2 separate regions of the Macaca mulatta genome follow, and region 1 is linked to region 2. Evidence: chromatin contacts called from public Hi-C data. All regions are on one chromosome and are shown on one strand. The core of a region is the stretch at or near the end of the contact, and the rest is flanking DNA. Distances in the headings are between cores, read along the strand shown.

Region 1 (4,504 bases), core at 719-3,218, 260 kb before region 2:
CCCAGCTCTGGGGCATCCCTCTCCTAGATAACCGGACTGTTCTACGGTGAAAATCTTGGGGGTGGTCAGCTCCCTGCCCCGTTGTTATCCTTACCACTTACAGCCTTTCAAGAAGTTCTCAGGTTGGGTGCTAAACTCTGACCAGGAACCACTGAGAAATCGAGGCAGCTGGGAGAAGCTGTAGTTCCAAGCACTGAAAGGAAGATGGGGGACAACAAACCTGGGTCGCCAAGCAACGGAGGCAGGGGCCTAGAGAAGTGGTTCTGAGGACCAGAGGACAGGTCGACCTCACACTTCATCTCCCCAGACTCCACACTCCACTGCCATCACCACTTACGTGTCTCCCTCGTCCTCTGCAGCGGGTTCCCCAGAGGCATCTTCCATGGCTTCTTCAGACCCCAACTCTGGCCTGTTCGCTTCTTCTTCAGAAAGGCTCCCGTTTGCTTCTTCTGCAGGAAGTCTCGTATTTTCAGAAAGTTCTTGCTCCTCGATTTGAGGACTCAACTCACTAGGAGCACCAAACTCTGTTTCCAGGGGAGTGGAGAGAGAAACTGGGTCCCCCTCCCCTAGCTCCTGGGGCACAGCTGAGCCAGCCACAGGATCTGGGGACAACCGGGGCGGATCCTCCCTTTCGAGAGGCGGTGGCATCAGTTCAGGGTCCGCATTTTTATCCATCGGGGAAGCGTGGGGAGAAGGATGGGCCGGAGCTGGATCCTGGTCTGAGGGACAGCAGTCCGGAGCTAACGGTTGAGTCTCCAAAGTCTTCATACTGCAGAGGAAGCACAGCGGACATTAGCCTCAGCCAGGATGGCTTCGAAGTTCTCAGGGATCCGATGCAGAGCTAATGAAACCCACCTGTGCTTCCCTCCTCTTCTGGGAGGAGGTAGAAGACTCCCGGGAGGAGAGGCGAACAGCGGACGCCAATTTTGAAAGCACTGCGTTCCTTAGCACCGCAGGTCGCTACGAGCCTCTTGCTGTCGCGGGATTTGGGCCCACCTTCCGATTGGGCCGCTGCATCCCGGATCAGATTTCGCGGGCGACCCACGGAACCCGCGGAGCCGGGACGTGAAAGGTTATAAGGTTTCCCGTTCCCATCAAGCCCTAGGGCTTCTCGTGGCTGCTGGGAGTTGTAGTCTAAACTCTTCTATCTTGGGGAGAAGCGCCTGCGCTCCCCCTACCGAGTCCCGCGGTAATTCTTAAAGCACCTGCACCATCCCCCGCCGCCTGCAGAGGGCGCTGCAGGTCTTGCACCTCTTTTCATCTCGTTCTCCAGGCTCCAGACCTTTCTCTCTTCCTTCATTCAAAAAGTATTTATTATCGAGCTCTTACTTGCTACCCAGGACTGATATAGGCACTGAGGAATACAACAATAAATAAGATAGTAGAAAAATTCTATATCCTCATAAAGCTTACGTTTCCATGTACTGAAAGCAATTAACAAATATTTTCAGAGTGATAAGTATTGTGAAGATTAAACAAGATGGTGTGATACAAAGTATGTGGGAGAAAACGTTAGCGTGAGATATTAAGGAAAGCCTTCCTAAAAAATGACATTTTAGCTGTTGAAAAGAAAGGATCCAGCTGAGAGCAAACGCAAAAGCTTTCTTCCCTTCATATTTGACACAGCGCAGGATTCCTCCAAAATGGTTTCCACCAATTCTGCCCTCACAGCTCTGGCTTGTAGAATTTTCCACCCCAAAATGTTAGTATCTACGGCACCAGTTCGGCGAGAATCCTGACTCTCTCTGCACCCTCCTCCCCAATTCCATTTCCTTTGCTTCCTCCAGCGGGCGGATTACTTGCCCTTACTTGTCATGGCGACTGTCCAGCTTTGTGCCAGGAGCCTCGCAGGGGTTGATGGGATTGGGGTTTTCCCCTCCCATGTGCTCGACTGGCGCTAAAAGTTTTGAGCTTCTCAAAAGTCTAGAGCCACCATCCAGGCAGCAGGTAGCTGCGGGGCTCCGGGAACACTTGGCGTCCGGGCTGGGAGCGTGCTTTCCAAGACGGTGACACGCTTCCCTGAGGATTGGGTAAGCTCCTGACTGAACTTGATGAGTCCTCTCTGAGTCACGGGCTATCGGCTCCGTGTATTTTCAGCTCGGGAGAATCGCTGGGGCTGGGGGTGGGGCAGTGGGGACTTAGCGAGTTTGGGGGTGAGTGGGATGGAAGCTTGGCTAGAGGGATCAACATAGGAGTTGCATTGTTGGGAGACCTGGGTGTAGATGGTGGGGATGTTAGGACCATCCGAACTCAAAGTTGAACGCCTAGGCAGAGAAGTGGAGCTTTGGGGAACCTTGAGCCGGCCTAAAGGGTACTCCTTTGCCCATCTACCCGTTGCTAGGCGTAGGGAATCCCTGAAATAGAAGATGCACAAAGCATTGAGATCTGAGACTTTTGGATCTCGAAACATTGAGAACTCATGGCTGTATATTTTGGAGCCCATGGCATTCTAGTGAAACCTCGGGCTCCATTCCGAAATGATCATTTGGAGGTGATCCGGGGAGCCCAAGCTGCTAAGGTCCCACAACTTCCGGACCTTTGTCCTTCCTGCAGCGATCTTTCCAGCCAGCCCTTGGCTCCGCTAGATGGAGAAAATCCAATTGAAGGCTGTCAGTCGTGGAAGTGAGAAATGCTAAACGAGGGGTTTGCCCGCCAGGCCGAGGAGGACCATCTCAATCTGAGAGGGCCGGCAGCCCTGTTATTGTTTGGCTCCACATTTACATTTCTGCTTGTGGCAGCAGCATTTCCGGTTTCTTTTTGCCGGAGCAGCTCACTATTCACCCGATGAGAGGGGAGGAGAGAGAGAAAAAATGTCCTTTAGGCCGGTTCCTTTTACTTGCAGAGGGAGGCTGCTATTCTCCGCCCGCACTTTTTTTTTCTGGATTACTTGGTTATGGCCTTTGCAAAGGCAGGGGTATTTGTTTTGATGCAAACCTCAATCCCTCCCCTTCTTTGAATGGTGTGCCCCACCCCGCGGGTCGCCTGCAACCTAGGCGGACGCTACCATGGCGTGAGACAGGGAGGGAAAGAAGTGTGCAGAAGGCAAGCCCGGGGGGTATTTTCAAGAATGAGTACATCTCATCTTTCCGGAGGAAAAAAAAAAAGAATGGGTACGTCTGATAATCAAATTTTGAAAGAGTGCAATAATGGATCGTTTGATAATCTGTCGGAAAAACAATCTACCTGTTATCTGGCTTTGGGCTAGGCCATTCCAGTTCCAGACGCAGGCCGAACGTCGTGAAGCGGAAGGGGCGGGCCCGCAGGCGTCCGTGTGGTCCTCCGTGCAGCCCTCCGACCCGAGCCGGTTCTTCCCGGTAGGAGGCGGAACTCGAATTCATTTCTGCCGGTTACCCATCTCTTAGCTCGCTGTTGTTTCATTCCGCAGTTTCTCCCCATGCACCTGCCGCATACCGGGCACTTTGTGCCGTACATACGTCATCTTTTTCCTAAATCGAGGTGGCATTTACACACAGCGCAGTGCACAGACCAAGTGTACAGGAAGATGAGTTTTGGCCCTAACCACTGCGTGATGCCTACCAAGTCAGAGACCCATTTCATCGTCCCAGAAGCGTTTCATCGCCCCTCTTCCCAGTCGATTCCCGACCCCACCTTTATTTTGATCTCTATAACCATTTTGCCTGTTGGAGAACTTCATATAAAATGGAATCAGGCTGGGCGCGGTGGCTCACGCCTGCACTTTGGGAGGCTGAGGCAGGCGGATTACTTGAGGATAGGAGTTCCAGACCAGCCTGGCCAACATGGTGAAGCCCCGTCTCTACTAAAAAATACAAAAATTAACTGGGCGTGGTGGGCGCCTGTAATCCCAGCTATTCGGGAGGCTGAGGCAGGAGAATCGCTTGAACCCGGGAGGCAGAAGTTGCAGTAAGCCAAGATCGTGCCACTGCACTCCAGCCTGGGCGACAAGAACGAAACTCTGTCTCAAAAAAAAAAAAAAATCATACATTATGTGCTCCTTTTTGTCGGCTTCTGTCCTTCAATGTGCTGTCTGACATTCGTTCATGTAGTTGTATATATCAGTATTTTGCTCCTTTTCATTTAGTATAGCCCATCGATTGTATATCCGTTCTTTTGATGGCCTTTTGAGTTGTTTCCATTTGGGGTTATGAAATAAAGCTGCTATAAACATTCTTGTACAATTGTTTTTGTGATCATATGTTTTTGTGTTTCTTGGAGAAGTACTTAGGAGGGGAATTGCGAGTTTGGAAATAAAAAGTAGATGTATTTTGAACTTTATCAGAAGCTCTGAGTTTTCCAGAGCGGTTGTACCATTTTACACTCCAACTAGCAAGGTATGGGAGTTATTATGGTTGTGCCACAGCCTTCCGGACATTGGGTATTGTCAGTCTTTCTAATGTGGTATATCCTTGTGGTTGTAATTTACAGTTCTCTGTTGACTAAGGATGTTCAGCATTTTTTCATGTGCCTATTGGCCATTCGTATTTTGTTTGTAAAGTAGCTCTTCAAGTCTTGCCTGTTATTTTGG
Region 2 (4,052 bases), core at 1,442-3,941:
GTCTGTCTGACACTGACCCGTCTGTCTGTCTGTCTGTCTGCTGGCTCGCGGGGGCCCAGCTCTCCCTGAGGCTCAGCCTCTCCCCTTCGGCCAGGTAACCCGCCTGGGGTAAGGGGGACATCACCAAGGATATGGGGGGTGGGAGCTGAGGAGATGGAAAGGCAGGCTGAGTCACGTGGGGGCCCGGTCCCACTCAGAGGGTGGGCTGCGGATTGTACCACTATGGGCAGCCGGTGGCGCGGGGAGGAGGGCGCGAGGGGGCTACCCTTAAGGGAGTTGGGAGCGGGCGGGAGCAGGGCCAGAGGGACTCCCTGACTGTCGCACCTGGACGGGGACCACACTCTAACTCTCAGAACTCTCCTCCCCCATCGCTTGCTCTCTGCCGACTTCCCTGTCCCCCCTTGTAGGTGGTACGACCCCCAAGAGTCTGCGCCCATCTCTAGCCGTGAACTGTGTCTGAGTTCCTCCCAGCGTAGGGTCCCCTGAGCCTACGGGACCCGATTTCGGAGTGGCGCGGGGGTTATGGGAGGGGGTGCCCAGCTCCGTTCTTGAAGCGCAGGTCACGGGAGGAGGGCGCATAGAGGGCTGGCTGGCGAGGTAGCTGCAAGGACACCCGAGGGAGAGCTGGGGAGATTGGCTCGGAGCCAGAAGAGCTCGACCAGGAGGAACCGAGCCCAGGCGTGGAGGAGCGGGAGAACCGGGGCGGGCAGGGGCTGGGGGGGCGTGCTGCTGGAGCTGCAGAAACCCTTGGGGTGACCCAGGCATCTGGAAACCCCCAGGCCTCTCCGCTCCAGATTGAAAGAATCGCGAGAACCTGCACGTAGGCGGAGGACGATGGGGGTGGGGACTGCTGTGTTGGGAAGGGGGGACAAGCAGGAACTGCGAGGCTTTCGGGGATACAGACTTAGCCCCTCAAGCCTTCCCCTTGACCTCGAAAATAAGGAGACTCCGGGTTATGGACTAAAGAGAAGGGAAACTGAGGCACAGTCTGGCAGGGACTTTGTAGTCCTGGCCCACCCCCTTCCACTTTCGAGGAGCCCCTCAGCCGGGCCCTATCCTTCAGAGTCCCTGGCCTCAATCTCCCAGGCAGAGAAACCTCTGGCCGGGAGACCCCGCCCCAGCCGCACTCACCCGGGCCGCGGTCCGGCCGCGCGGGCCGCCCCCCGCACAGTCGCACCTTGGACAGCAGGATGAGGAGCTGCTTCTGGCAAAGGGACTTGGTGCCGCGGGGACACACCCGCCGCTGTGCCGACACCGGCCGGCTGCCCCCGGGCTCGCGGACCTCCCGCTTCTGCCGGATCAGGCTACTGGCCAGCGCCGCCATGGCGCCCCGGGAGGAGACACCCCCAAACCGGCCAGCGCCAGGAGCGCGCTGGGCTCCAGCCCGCTCACTAGGGCATGCTCTTGACGCTCAGGCCCCGACTCGCTGCCCCACCCACAGGACCTGAGGATAAGCCCCAGAACCCCCCACCCCACGTACACCCCTCCACAGCAGCCAGTTGCCACCCGTGGGCCCAGTGCTGGCTCCACCGGATCCAGCAGCCTATGTACTCCTCAGTGGATCCCACCCTCGAGTTTTGCCTCCTACTGAAAATGTCCCCTTTCCCTCCTCTCCAGTGTCTGTCCCCACTTCACCTATCCCAAAACCAAGACCCCCCAAATTTCCAAGACGTGGTTAAAATATCTCCAGGCACCTTTCCACTGTATTTGGGGGCACACTTCTACCAAATCCACTCTTGTAATCTACAGGGTGTGGGACTTTAGCTTTGGGGATATTCGCTCATCCCACCCCTACCGGGGCACTGCCAATGTCAGGAAGGAACCCAACCTTGGTGTTTTTTCCTTTGCTACACTCTAAATGGAGGGGATCCCCCACTTTTTTCACTGAAATCTCCCCAAAATATGTCTCAGAGTATCCAGGTTGCCCAGATTCAGTAAGACGGGGCTCCCAGACCCTCTGGCTGGATAACAGCTTTTTCACCAAGTCACCCCCATGTCTAGTAGCATAGAATTCTAGCGGCCAAGACCGTTTCTTCACCTTCACACCCTCCGCTCCTTTTGAAGTCACCTCCAAATCCACCCTTCCTAGTGGATACACCACGTAGTTGTCTGGAGGGCCTTCCACCACCTCAAAATGAGGAGCATCCGTGTTTGCTTTTTTTTTCTCCCCTGGCTGCCCCTTAAATTTTCTTGGGGACAGCTGGTGCTGTTTAGATCCCACGCCCTCCAATCTAACCAGCCCCCCGAGAGAGGAGTGCACCCACGTTGTCACCAGTCCCCAAATGTGAACAGGCCCCCCACAAGTCAGAGCGGATCACAGCTTCCTGCGACAGGGCTTCCTCGTCCTCCCCGGGATTGCCTATAGCACCCCCTCTTCCTTTCCCCGACGCCCCTCAACCTGTCCTGTCCTGTTGATCCGGCGACGGGTGGCGCTGGCTTCGGCTCCAGGCTCCTCCCTCCCTGTCCCCCGCAAACGGAGCTTCCCCCCACGCCCGGCTAGGCGTCCCGGACCCTGGGGAAGGAGTGAGGGTGTCTCTGCAGAGCTCCCCGGTCCGGCGAAGTCAGAGCACTGGGCCGGTGGCTGGACCAGGCAGAGCGGCGGCAGCGGCGGCAGCGGCAGCGGCTGTGGGAAGCTGAGGCGGCGGCGGCGGCGACAGCAGTTCCCCCTCCTCGGAGAGCCGGCCCGGGGGCGGGGCAGGGGGCGGAGACGCTGGGAAATAGGAGGGTGAAGCCGGGCAGGAGGAACCCCGGGGTTCCTTGGAGGTAGAGAGCGCGGACTGTGTCTTACAAGCAGGCAAAGCCGAGGCAAGGCCGCACGTCTCAGCCTTCAGAGAAGGAGGGACAAGAAGGCCTCCCGAACGCACCTCTGGATAGGAAGGAGAGGTTGGGCCCAAGGGAGATGGAATGGCGGACGCTGGGAGAATGGAAAGGGACCCTACTAGCCGGGATGTTAGCGAGGACAGAACAGCACGAGGAAAGTGGGGGAAGAACTGGAGAGATGGAGGAGGGGTAGTGGTGAGATCCAGCCTCGGGCGAAATCCGGCCTCCTTCATATCTCTGCCTTTGTGTGTGAGCCAAATTGATCAGACCCTGGTCTCCATAACTCCTTTCCGCGTTTGGTCAGCAAACATGTTTCTCCCATTTCTATTGACCCTTAAGAGAAATGACCAAAAGAACTGGGGACAGACGGTTTCTGGAAGCTGCCCCTGGGCGGAGTGCTGGCCACAGAAGTGTAGAGTAGCGAGGCTGGAATGGGGCAACTTGTGCCGGGGCAGGCGGGTGGTCCTAGAGGAGGAACCAACAGGGAGGCCTTCCAGAAGGGGGGCTTCAGGCCCAGGGCACACAGTCAGTCCCCCAGGCGAGGGGCGAGCTGTGCCCCCCACGTCTCGCTCGCCCACAGAGGCACTTTCCACTGGTAGGAACAGCATCTTTAATGGGCCCCGCCCCCCACGCCGGCCAAACCGCCCCCTTTGCGGGCCACCTTGGCCTCCTCCACCGCGGCACGGAGGGCCCGGGCAGGGTCCCCGCGGAGCCGGACCAATTCTCCGAGCAGCGCAGCGGAGCCGTCCCCGGTACGGAGCTCTCGGCCGTTCAGAAAATAGTGAGGCAAAGTCCCAGCCTCGAGCACTCGGCCCAGCTCGTCTAGCAGCCCGAGGCAGCAGGCGCCCGCATTTTCTGGCCGCGCCAGGTAGAGCGCGGGCAGCCGCTCGCACGCCCAGTACAGCAGCGTCCGCAGGAGGTAGGGCGCCGCTGCCCGGGTCCCGGCCACCAGCGGGCGCAGTAGCGCCTGGGCCGCCGCGTGCGCCTGTAGCAGCGGCGCTGGTATGCGCGCTTTGAGCGCCAGCTCCTGGCGGGCGAAACAGAGCTGCCAGGCGGAGGCGCACGGTCGCTCGGTGCCGCCACCGGGCACCAGGTAGAAGGAAGCTGACTCAGAGGCCAGAGGACCAGCCCATGAGTGGCTCCGAGCCCCCTCGGGCCAGCCGGCCACGGATACCACTGGGATCAGGTCGAAGAGCAGGAGGCGGCGAGGGGGATCAGGAGTAGCCAGAAGG

Evidence for each region. A called contact is a pair of places that touch in the nucleus more often than the background predicts.
Region 1: a Hi-C map of fetal cortex germinal zone shows a contact between it and region 2, with 2.5 times the contacts expected there. The contact joins the promoter of TP53 here to the promoter of FGF11 in region 2. A contact is called at or near these places in 2 of 14 Hi-C or Micro-C datasets (fetal cortex germinal zone and liver).

Annotation. Positions count from the first base shown.
Region 1 is chr16:9,177,112-9,181,615 of T2T-MMU8v2.0, reverse strand. TP53 (tumor protein p53) reads left to right here and starts at 1,968. Exons shown (of 11, transcript NM_001047151.2): 1 at 1,968-2,030. It overlaps WRAP53 (WD repeat containing antisense to TP53), which reads right to left and starts at 1,072. Exons shown (of 11, transcript NM_001260926.1): 1 at 856-1,072; 2 at 338-769; 3 at 95-193. The coding sequence starts at 768.
Region 2 is chr16:8,922,919-8,926,970 of T2T-MMU8v2.0, reverse strand. FGF11 (fibroblast growth factor 11) reads right to left here and starts at 2,691. Exons shown (of 5, transcript XM_001108934.5): 1 at 1,132-2,691. The coding sequence starts at 1,324. TMEM102 (transmembrane protein 102) reads right to left here. Exons shown (of 3, transcript XM_077970193.1): 3 at 3,414-4,052. The coding sequence ends at 3,431.